2 separate regions of the Zea mays genome follow, and region 1 is linked to region 2. Evidence: chromatin contacts called from public Hi-C data. All regions are on one chromosome and are shown on one strand. Each heading gives the region's core, a stretch centred on a gene start, on an enhancer-like site or on the middle of the called end of the contact. The rest is flanking DNA. Distances are from core to core; before and after follow the strand shown. Region 1 has its middle 60 kb from the start of LOC100281459. Region 2 overlaps LOC103632264 (putative pentatricopeptide repeat-containing protein At3g23330).

Region 1 (5,971 bases), core at 521-3,020, 200 kb before region 2:
TAGGCGGCTTCATCTCTTGGTTTGTCTATCACATAACGCTGCCAGATCCACTCTTGCCTTTATGTTATCCTTTGACTTATCAGGAATGTCCATAATTGTTGCCCAAAGTGCCTCGGCAACATTCTTTTTAGTGTGCATCACGTCAATGCTGTGTGGAAGGAGCAGGTCATAATAGGGGAGCCAAGTCAAGCCTGACTTACTTGTCCACATATGCTGCTCACCATAACCCACAAAACCACCTTTTGGATTGGCCACGATCCCATCTATCTGTTGACCAATTTTGGCACCAGTCATCATTGCAGGTGGGCGGTCTGTCACTACAACACCTTTCGTAAAGTTCTTGTTGTCTTGGCGGAATGGATGGTCAGGAGGGAGAAATTGTCGATGTTTATTGAACGGCGAATATTTGCTAGCATTCTTCAACCAAATGAATCTAAGAGCTTCCTTGCAATTTGGGCATGGGAACTTACCATGAACACACCTGGCGTAGAATAGCCCATACGCCGGTAAGTCATGCATGGAGTACTGGTACCAAACATGCATTTTGAAGTTTTTCTTTGTAGCTCGGTCATACGTCCGTACCCCTTCCTCCCAAGCACGTATCAATTCATCAATCAAAGGCTCCATGTATAGGCCCATTTTATTCCCCGGTTGTCCGACAATTTTCAACGACACGAATATGTTCTACCTTTGAAAGCATACACCGAGGGGGAGAGAATGATTGGGATAACAAACACGGGCAAACATGTGAAATCATAGAACTTCATTGTAGACCGCCTTGGTTTCTACACAGAGTACATGATAACTTTCACGAAATGTTTTCAATTTTTTATCACAACTTTTACATATGATATCATGACATGTGGACAAGTTTCATGATTTTCTGACCTTATTTGTGTTTTATACAATTTTAAACAACTGTATGGCAAGTTCACGGTCATGTTTCGTAAGCATGGTGCTCAAAAATTCCGGTATGATCCTAAATCTGCCGTAACTTGTGCTAAATAACATGAATATTATTTTGCATGCATGATTTGCCATGTTTCGAGTCACTTGCAGTTCAAATCTGAATTATCCGAGGAAATTCAATTAAACGAACAAAATCTAATAGTTATATCAAACACTTTTATAATTGTGTCAAAATGAAACATGTAGGTCTACATAGTGTAGGAACAAACCACAAAAAGTTTTGTTGGAAAAAGAAAAACAAATAAAAATATATTTTGCCTAGTGTCCAAGGATGGCACTCGACAAAGAATATTTTTCCGAGTGCCAGACTTGGGACACTCGGCAAAGTACCTTTTTTGCCAAGTGTCTACACTTGACGCTCGACAAAGATAACGACTGTCAGCTATAGACGACTGCTGATGGCCCTTTGCCGAGCGTCGTTGTTCGCCGAGTGATTGACACTCGGCAAAGAGATCTTTGCCGATTGTTTTCGTGTGCCGAGAGTCCTGCTATCGATAAATGTGGTCGTTACCGAGAGAAGTACTCTGCCGAGTGAGTCACTCGACAAAGACTTATTTGTCGAATTTCTGATAAAAATCAATTAGCAAAGTGCTAAGCACTCGGCAAAGAGCCAGATTTTAGTAGCTGTGGTTGCATCGATGTCCTCGACAGTGCAATGCATGGGACGACCGATGACATCGACCGCACCGTCCTCCTGGAGCTAGAGCTCGCCGCAACGTAGGACATAATGAAAGGGGTGCCAGCGCACGGTGGCGACGCTCTATTGCACACGGGCTCGCCGCATGAGCGCGCATGCGTGGGTGTCCAACGCGGCAGCACGTAGAGGCGGCACTCAACGCGTGGGGCCGGGCCCAGCCGGGGGTGCCCGGCCGTGGCGGCGGCTAGCTGCACGAAGATAAGATGCGGTCCCGTGAGGGTGGTGCTCGACGTCAGTCGACTGGGGTTGAGAAAGAGATCCACTTGAGTAACGAGAGAGCAAATGTTCACCATCAATCTCATCCTTCGGATTTGATTAAATCAATAAGAAATATGAACGGAGTTCAGATTCAAATAACCGATTCTTTTATGTGTTTGGACGTATTGGAGGGGTATGGAATTGAACTGAGTTCAATACAAATCAATCATGATATTGAAATAAAATATAATTCCAATTCTATTGTTTTGAGTGTCACTAGATTTGGAGTTTGAAACAATGCGGTGTAATTCCACGTAATACAGAGTGGTGATGCTCTGTATTGGGAGTGAGAATTACTAGTTATACTCTAATTCCAGAGAATTGGGTCTCCACTCCCAAATATTAATTCTATGTGCCACCAAACAATACAATTTTGGAGAACTGTTCAATATCTACATCTAAATGGGTTGTGGTATTCGGCAAACACACGGAATACCCATGTTAATCAGTTAATTTAATCAAAAGAACGGTGTCCACCACAACAACTTCTCCTATTATTAATTGAAATATAGGTGCCAAAGTTTTTTTAAGCAAACTTTGAGGGTAAATTAAATCTCCAGAGGTAAATTTGAGCATACAGGTTGATCACAGTAACTTAAATACTTTCTCTATTTATCAATATATGACATTGTTTACTTTTTTTAAAAAAAATACTCGTCTTATTAAAAAAAGTTATTATTTATTTTGTTGTGATTTGTTTTATCATTTAAGGTAATTTATAGTTGTTTTAAAATTTTATATTTTTAAATAAATATTTTGAACAAAACGAGTGGTCAGAGTTTTCGAAAAAATCAACAATCATATATTTGTGAACGGATTACTTGATAAGCGGCCCGAGCTACGGTCAGCCATTTTTGTGACGACCGACGACGGGCACGGTTGGACGTAAGCTGCTGGCATGCCTAAGCATGTGCAAAATAAGTCCTATTTCGATATGTCGTATTTTGTACGTGCACTAAACGTGTGCGAAATTGTTGAGTCTGTAACAGCAGGCCCGGGCGGCCACTGTCCAGAGCAAGGGAGGCGGCATGCTCCCTATCACGGGCATTATGGCAGTAGATCCTTGCAGGAAAGCGATCTGTCCGGATCGGAGAGGCGCTCCTCCCTCCCATCTCGAGCTTGGCGTGTCATTTTCTTTTCAGTGGCCAATGGAAGGATCGCCGATTCTAGCGTCCTTTTCTGTAACGTCGACGCCTTACTCCTTAGCTGTGGCAATTCAATTCGGCGACTCCAGTCCGGTTTAGCGCCCGGCCAGTACCTGCTATGTCGATCGCACCATCATATGCTGGACTAAATAGGTTGGCCCATTTAAGCCAATTAATAGTATTACATGATCCACAACAATGCTAAGGAGCTAATACATTAATCTTACATTGGTAGTTGAAAAAGACTTTGACTACTTAAACGAGTGTACATCTGTTGTGAAGTAGAAAAAAAAAAGACTAATATGCTATATGCACTTGTTTGTTCACTTGTTCTCAATTACTGTGAATCAAGAGCAATACAACATATTTGTGATATGTTAAATATTTTCGTCCTTCGAAGCATTATTCTCTCCTGGGCATGATGGATAATAACAACATTACATTATTCACAAGTATAGAAAATATACTCGTAGGATGTAACTTCATGTTATGTATTCATTTCATGATGAATATAAATGTATTTTCAAAGATTGTATTACAATGATACCTTTGGCTCGCTAGAAGGTAATGACCTGAGGGCCATCACAATCCAGCGTAAACAGTACACGTGTACTGTTCACCTATTTATAGACAATCGTAAGGCTCTGTGGGTTATTACATTCATGCCCTGAACAATTACATACAGAGTTTACAAAATGTCATAAGGACAATACTGCCATTTGTACTTACTAACTTGACAGACACCTTCTCCTTACGTTGTTTCCCTGTTTCATCATAATGAAGCCTATTAGACGAAGCTTGCTTCGTCGTGCTGCTCTTGTGTTATGTTGAAGCTTTTTTGACGACAAAGCTCCTATAATAATTAGTAGTATGTTGAAAGCAAATGGTTAGCCATATTTTTAAGGACCTTCTGAAGAGGAAGGCCCTCAACAGTAGCCCGTCGCAGTATTAGTTTGTTTCTTTGTAACAAATTCAGACTGCAAAAAGAACGAAGACCTTTAGCCTAAGGTCCGAAAAAACACCTTCCCTTTGCTAGAATAGAGAGTCGCTCTGTATCGTGGGGCCCATCATTCAGTGGTGCTTTGTGTATATATATGAGGGTTTGCATTGAAAATATTTTTCATGCTATCAAGATTTGTGTTGGCTTTGTCGTTTTAGCTTTCTAACTCTGCGACCGCAATTGTTTTTGAGCTTCAACCAACTGTTTTTGGGCTTCGGCTTTTTGTTGCAATCAACACTGAAATGGCCGAAGAGAGGAAAAGCGTGGATCCCACTCTCGCTGGTTTCTACGAAGCCATGGAAAAGACCAATGTTGAGAAAATTACTGATGAGATGTTAGCTGCACTGTCTGGAAACTCAAGTGACAACGAAATCTTTGATATCAAGAGTGACAATGATGATGCCGAAGATCGGCCATGGAGGCCAAGTCATGTTGTGTTTGGAAAATCCACCGTTAAGAAGGGACATATTGAAACAATGAAGGGCATATATTTTCATGATGTATCTATTATGAGGTCAGGAGGAGAGAACAATGTTCCTCTTCCTGAAGCTGATGAAGTGGTGGTGTTCAAGAGTTTTATGGAGGCAGGTCTTCGTTTTCCCTTGCATAGGATGCTGGTGGCAGTGTTAAATAGATTTGAAATATACCTTCATCAATTTACTCCCAAAACTTTAATTAAAGTCTGAATTTTTATTTGGGCGATAAAGAGCCAGGGGTTAGAACCGGATGCTGATTGTTTTTGAAACATTCACGAGTTATCTTATCAAACGAAGGCCACTAGGAAGGAGCAATATTATAACAAATTCAGATGCTACAATTTCGTGTACCGATCTGATGTGAGGTGTCATGTGCCAACCTTTCGGAAAAATGGCCGGGTTCATGGATGAAGCAATGGTTTTATGTTAAAAATGATTTGAGTGAGAGGGAGGATGTGAAGGACGTAATCCAGCGCCCCATTCGATTGTGCTTCGACATTAGAAGACCTTCGATCGCAGGTAGTAATAAAGCTCAAGAATGTCTGATGGCCTTCAACATAGTGTGCATATACATTGGTACCAGAGATTTAGTTTAGGAGCACATAGCTTTCAAGGTTTGGCCCCTTGTTAATGATTTGGAGATGCCGAAGGAAACCACTACTAGTTGCATTGAAGGCAGCCTTGTTTATTTGAAATATACATACCGCTACACAAGTCAGTTTGAGGAGCCAGATGATGAATGGCTCGAGGCTATTGAGGCGACGACTAATGGTTTGTTGGGGGTTTGTACAAAGGCTGAAGACGAAACCATGAATACTGCCTTCGGTGCCCGCGGGAAGAAAAGACTGAACAAAGTTTTTGATGTTATTTGTTTTGTCTATCTTGATTACTACTTTTTGGTCCGAAAGCAAGGACTGAAGAAAAGGATTGCATCAACTACCGCTTCTACTGTGCCGAAACCAAAAAGAATGAAGGTTGTAACTCATCGGTCGAAGTCTTATTTTTTGGAGAAGGATGTTGCACTGCCTACTTCAAAAAAGACGGAGGTTGTTGAATCTTCTGAAGCTACCTTCTTAGCTTTGGAGGTAATACCTGTTGCGGTAGTCGAAGATGCCACTGCTTAACTAGAGAAACCAGATAGCTCTAGGACCGAGCCACAACCGAAACTGCAGAGTCCTCCAGCAACATCGGGGTTGTCAAAGATAGCCACCGTTCCAGCGGTGACTCTGAGGAAGGGGAGGAGAATGGCCAGCGTTCTAGACGCTGTGCTGAAACCTTTGAAGATTGCTACTCCTGTTCCTACTAAAGTTTCCGAAGATAAAGCTAAAGAATTGGAAGAAGCTGCCGCTGCGAGGTCTACTCCTTGTTGCGCTGAGGGCACTTCTCCTTGCACTGAGGCCACTCCTTGCGCTGAGGCCGGACCTTC
Region 2 (6,287 bases), core at 2,284-4,783:
CCCCGCGCGCCCGCAGCCACCAAGTCGCTGACATCATCGGCCCACCCATCAGCAGTTCGCCACTGGTGCATATGCACATGGATCGCTGACGTGTGGGCCCATTTTCACAGCAAGCCTTTCCCTGGCATGTGGGCCTTTTCGTCAGCCATCTTCATCCACGCTAAGGGCGGATCCCACGCTCAAACTCCATCCTCTGCTGCCCTCAATCCCAACAAACTTCCATATCTACCGCGCAGGGCTCGGTTGTTGGGGGCAGGCACCGGGACCCCCTTCCTCCATATAAACCTGGGCACCTCACATCTCATGTCGTGTATCACCACCACCAAGAAGCGCCACGGAGGAAGAACGGAGGTCTATCGGGGCGGACTTTGCTCCGGGATATAAATGTGGGGCCTCGCCCCTTTCCATCGACCAAGGAATGTTGAGCCCCGAAGCCACCCAGGACGTGAAGTCGTCGCGGGTAGAGGGGGGACGAAAGAGAAGAGGAGAAGGTCCGATGCCATGGACACGTATCCCTGTTGTTGTTGGAAGCGCGAGCTCGGGCCTGAGAGCTTCAACTTGTCCCTAGGATGGTGCTTGTGGCCTCGCCGAGCACAATTGGAGCGCGGGGCACTAGAAATTGCTCATTGGAGTCAAAAGCTCGCGGTGAAGCCACCATTCGTCGACGGCGAGGCATCATACTACATCGGCACCGGTAAGACCTTCCCCTTATTGTTCACAGCCCTCTCCATTTCGTGTGGGGGATGTCCATGGTGAAAACCGCGTACCAGGGCGCCATACTGACCTCGGCGACAATATCGTCGTCGTGGTTACGAAGAACGCCGCCGCATCTAACCTACAAGGGAGGAGTGCGGTCCCAGACCGTGGATCACGTGGGGAGCAGCTCAGATTAGAGCGTTGATGCCCTTTTGACAGGATTGTCTAGGGCGGTTGGATGTGTATCGGATGGGAGTGATTGGATCGGGATATTTTAAAATCATGACCATCGATCTTCGATCCTACGGTCGTGATCGCATGCCGATTCGGGATTGTTTGCATCTAATCTCAGCCGTGAGCTTTGAATCCAATGGCCCGAGCATAATGATACCCCTTCGGCCACACAATCTTGCTAAAGAGTCCATGTAAATTATATTATTTAACTCGTCGTCCACCTCAGTTAAAAAACATAAGAATTAGGTCCATATCATTTCAGTTAGATCCTTGGCCTTTTAAAAATTGTATCGGCAGTCTAAAGAAAATATGATAATTATAAAGTAATTCTGAAATTGATTTTTAAGTATAAAATAAATCCAGGAATCTTAGAAAAAATGTATCTTCCTCGTTTTAACTCTGTTTTTAGTGGTTCTCAAACCTACAGTTTCATCTAAACGCATAGAATATTCTTACGCAGTTTGTTTTTATGTTTGATGCAATGTTATATTTAAGTATGGTTTGCTAATCTATAGGTTTTGCTACGAATAGAATCGAGGATACGAGGCACCTGGATCTCAAGTATCTAGAATCGCAAGAAAAAGGCAAGTTGTGTCCTTGATCACTTTCTTTAACCTAATAATGTTCTCGATAATCATCGTGACATGCTTAGGTTAACTTGATGGGACCTAATAGGTTACCCTAGTTCTGTTTATCCTACACCTTACAAACAAATGAACTATTGGGTAGTCTTGCTATTGCTCTGCCTAGTTTTTGAGATTAATATTATATCTAAATTATGATCATGCTATATCATTATTGTTGGATTATTTATTATTCATGATAAGATTATTGTGTTAATTGGAACATGGAGCTTAACCTAAGATAACAGTGCTACCACAAGGGTGGAATGGGACACTCTTGGCTAACTAATTAGGAAAGCTAATGGAGGACTATCTTACCAAAAGGGGCAACCACAGTGTCAGGAGCTGCCAGTATATGGAGATTTTTGGATCAATCATGTTGTGATGGCTTTTTAGATGAGGGATTTCTATGTCGCCCCCTTCTCCAAGAAACTGTAGCGAGTTTTCTGAAACTAGTGGAACATTGTAAAGGCCTCGTAGTGGGACCCTACCTCATCTCCTCGGTAGAGATGAATGAGAAGTTGTGATCCCTTGGCAAATGGGTAACACGACTTCTAGATAAAGGGTACAACCTCTGCATAGTGTAAAACTATTATATCAACCCTGCTCACGGTCAAGAGCGACTCAAGACTCTCGCATGATTAATTTATGGAATTAAATTTAATCTATCATTTTATTGCATTGTGGGATTTATTATTAATTGTGATCTCTTATTTAATTGGGATGATATCTACTTATACTTAATAAATGCTAATAAAATTTCGAACAACTTTAAATATGATGCTCAGCCTTAACCATTTTTCTTGGTAAGCGTTACACATGAGCCTTCACCATAAGTGAGCTCATGCACATTATTCCCCACAACTTGTTGAGCGATGAATGTATGTGAGCCACTCTTGCTAAACGAACACCAGGTCAAGAACAGGTACCGCAAGATGAGGAGCATGAAGGACGTTACGATGAGTTCGAAGATGTATATGTCATCGTCTCCCAGTTAACTATGGTTGCGGAGTATCGTTGTCGTCATATGATGTAATTATTTAGCTATTTTGTATAGAACTCCTATTATGTAATAAAAATATGACATTGATTTCTGTATCATGAGTAATCATATGTGTGAGACTTAATTCTAGCACACATTTGAGACGCGTCGGGGTTTGCCCTTAAATCTAGGTGTGATAGTGTTTTGAAAACCATTCCCTTGCCTCAAACTATGAAGATGTGGATGTTTGCTACATGCCAAAAGGGCGAACAGAAGGACGTGGAAAGAGCATTTGAGGTCCTCAAGGCTCGCTTCCATATCCTCCTAGCCCATATTTTTCTTTTTCTTATAAAATACTTAGTGTGGTCATTTTTGCATGTATCATTCTGGAGAATGATTATTAAGAATGAACATGGAGAATCATACGATATGGATGACTATGATATAGTCAAATTCTTTGTTGCATCACCAACCATCACCCTAAGCAACAACGACAGTCAATCGTGAGACATTAATCCATACTAGATTGATGCATGATCAGCTTTAAAATAATTTAATAGAGCATATCTAGAGTCTGCACAAAGAAATTTTATTTTATTTTTATGAACTATATAGTTTTAATTTTTTTTTCAAGTAATGTAATTTTTAATTGGTTTTATGAATAATGTATTTTTTTCAAATAATATAATTTTTATTTGTTTTTATGTATTATGTGATTTTTGTTTTCTTAAATATTTATTTTTGATGAATGTTTTGTAATAGAATATTATGTTTTATTTCAGACATAAGTATGCAAAAGAAAAGGTTGATATAACGTTAAAGTGACTGTGAATGTAATAGTACGGTACATAAGAATTACGATGAGTAATCGATAATGGATCTGTCCTACGGTAACAGGCACCAGATCCAGCCTCATCGTCTTGGCGCGCCTAGTACAGTACAAACATATAACAAGAACCCATACGGGCGTGTGCGTGCTGCCACACGCGTACGGACAGCAGCTGGCAGGACGGGCAATGATGAGGGGCGGAAGAACGGAGCTCCCTCGCTGCCATCCGTCCCACCCCCGAGAGCCCAGCGACCCATCTTGCTGGCGGCGACAGCGACCGCCAGAAAACCCGATCCGTCCAGTCGCGCGGGTCACGGCGGGGGAATCACAAATACGAATCGTCCTGGCCCCGGCGCCCCGCGTCGCGCTCAGCACCAGGTCGGGAGAGCGACGGCGCCGACGCCCGCCCGCGCCAGCTCACACTGCGCGTGCCACATCAGCCTTCCCCTCTTCACCCCTTCTGACGAGAGAGCGCCGGAGGAAGGACAAGCGCGCGCCGCCAGCCAGCCAACCCAGGACCAGCCAGCGCTCGCAAGAGAAGAGAAAACATGCATATGTGCGCTCCACCGGTGGTCGTCGGTCGTCCGGACGACGAGGCCGGCAGCACAGCGCCACAGGCACGGGCACGGGCCGTGCGTCCATCCGGACGTCCGGATGCTTGATTGGCTGTGAGGGAGCGTACCTTCGCATCCAACAGTGACAGTGGATCCCATCCACGTGAGATCTTCATGGGCGCGAAGGGGGAGCCGCTTAATGGCGCGAGGTACAACAAGTCTCCATGATTGGCTGGTTATCAGTGCCCTGTCAAGTCCCACATCACCATTACTTCGCCGAGAGCAACGGGGGGGGGGGGGGGGGGGGGGGGGGGGGGGGGGGGGGGGGGGGGGGGAGACCACCACATGGCAGGATGGACCGAACTGTAATGTAAGCACCAGCAGCAGATGTACTGTACTACCTGTAGCTGACGGTACAGTGTAAAACATGAGATTCTTCATTGACAACTACTACCAACAGGTTGTAGGAAAAAGAAAAGAAATGAGAGACCCATCGCAAATTTAAACAGCAAACCGCGTACCTGATGATGCAGTGATGCGCATGTAACACAGGAGACCCATCTTGCCCGCTGCTCAAGAGTTACCTGTTCAAGACGAGCAGATTCCGCAGCAGTCGACGTTAAGCGCGATCTTTGCCAGAACTGAAGCCGGAATGCACAACGCAGCAGCGAATGACACTGTGCGTCCTGGATGTACAGTTATGCGCGGTGCGGTTGGGCCTTTCCAATCATATATTGAATGGCTAATCATCCTGCCATTAACATGCCTGCCGCCACCTTTTAAATCGAGGGAACAGCCTACAAAGGAGATCTAGCAGACCCTACACTACACAAAGCATGCTAAGTCCGGGGAGCAATTATGACATACCACCAAACAATGATCCCCGACGAAAGGCTAGCAGATCGCCTCAAGCCGTTCCAGTCAGGAGCTTGCTTAAATCTGAGATGACACTCTTCTGCACGCCTGTGATCGCGAGGACCGAACCAACAACATGGGAGCCGGCCGGGCGCGCAGTACTCGCAACCATGAACCATCACGAGATCTCAATCCGCGAGTCATGATATTCTGGAAAGGGTCACAGGAGCAAACCTGCTGTCACCTCTGAAAGCGAACGAGCCTGCTCATCCAATAAGGAAAGGGCTGATGGAACCAGATGGCGTGGCGAGGCTGTTCATGGCCAGAACCAGAGCAAGATACCGACTGGAATAAATTCCCTCCAAACATAACATGGTGATCTGACTTGTTGTTTCCACTAACATGGTGATCTGACTTGTTGTTTCCACTTCCGTCATCTGTCTGCCCATTGAATCTCCCTGAAATTATAGCCAGACATGTCCGAGAGAACATTGTTATGGGAATCAAAAGAACTTATCAATGGGATGGTAAGATAAAAAAAAAATGTCAACCCGTGATGCCATAGCATTGCAGGACACATAGTATGTGAAGGCTAGCAGCTCTAGCGTCAATAAAAAAAAGTAGGTGTTGCATTGTTTTCCTTCCTGGAGCAAACGGAATAAGGAAAGCTGGCAAAACAGAACCATGTTCTTCAAATGATTACTAATTGATGTCCTCTGAAAATGACACAGCTAAAGATTGTTGCAAAATGCTAAAATATAAAAGTTTTTACCTCTATACAACAACAACAACAATAGTCTTTTGGTCTCAAACAAATTAGGATAGGCCAGAGTTAAAACCTAACAAAAACCAAATCAAGGATCAGACACGTAGAAGCTGTTTTCCATACATTTCTATTAGAAACTAAATATTTGTGTATATTCAATTTTTACTGTTTTTATATCAATTTCGGAATTTTACTATAGTACCTTGGGATCTCACTAAGCATTGGTGCCTCTAGACATGCCTCTATATTATATGTCCAAATCATCTAAACTGGTGTTGGACAAAATTTTCTTCAATCGATGCTACTTTTATCCTATCACGTATGTCATTCTTCCATACTTGACCCCTTCTTGTACGGCCAAAAATCCAATACAGTATATGCATTTCCACAACATTTTGCACCATACAAAATAGCAAGTCTAATGATCATCCTATAAACATGTTTTTTTAGATATTATGGTACCCTCCAGTCACATAGAACACCAGATGTTTGACGCTACACATCCACCCTGCTTTGATTCTATTGCTAACATCATTATCAATATTCTCTTCTCTTTATCGCATTGATCCTAAACCTCGATAGATAACCTTTCTTGACACTACTTAACCTTCCAAACTAACATATTTGTCCTCATGTGTAGTAGTAACCAAGTCATACCTTATATATCCGGATTTAGTTCTACTAAGCCTTAAACCTTTGAACTATAGTCTCCTGTTATAACTCTAGTTTCATATTTAACCATTCCCAA

Evidence for each region. A called contact is a pair of places that touch in the nucleus more often than the background predicts.
Region 1: a contact with region 2 is called in a Hi-C map of ear, with 2.1 times the contacts expected there. The contact joins two enhancer-like sites. A contact is called at or near these places in 2 of 25 Hi-C or Micro-C datasets (ear and leaf).

What each region holds. Positions count from the first base shown.
Region 1 is chr7:39,886,785-39,892,755 of Zm-B73-REFERENCE-NAM-5.0, reverse strand. No RefSeq gene overlaps it. Among protein-coding and RNA genes, the nearest start is that of LOC100281459, 60 kb to the left of the region's middle. Within about 2 kb of position 1,770, at least 13 of the 20 cell types and tissues checked have an H3K27ac peak or open chromatin away from gene starts, as enhancers often do. A contact at or near this core is called in ear and leaf, where this site is marked.
Region 2 is chr7:39,688,662-39,694,948 of Zm-B73-REFERENCE-NAM-5.0, reverse strand. LOC103632264 (putative pentatricopeptide repeat-containing protein At3g23330) reads right to left here. Exons shown (of 4, transcript XM_008654078.4): 2 at 4,440-5,231; 3 at 4,258-4,319; 4 at 3,325-4,165. Among protein-coding and RNA genes, the nearest start is that of LOC103632266, 42 kb to the right of the region's middle. Within about 2 kb of position 3,533, at least 19 of the 20 cell types and tissues checked have an H3K27ac peak or open chromatin away from gene starts, as enhancers often do. A contact at or near this core is called in ear and leaf, where this site is marked.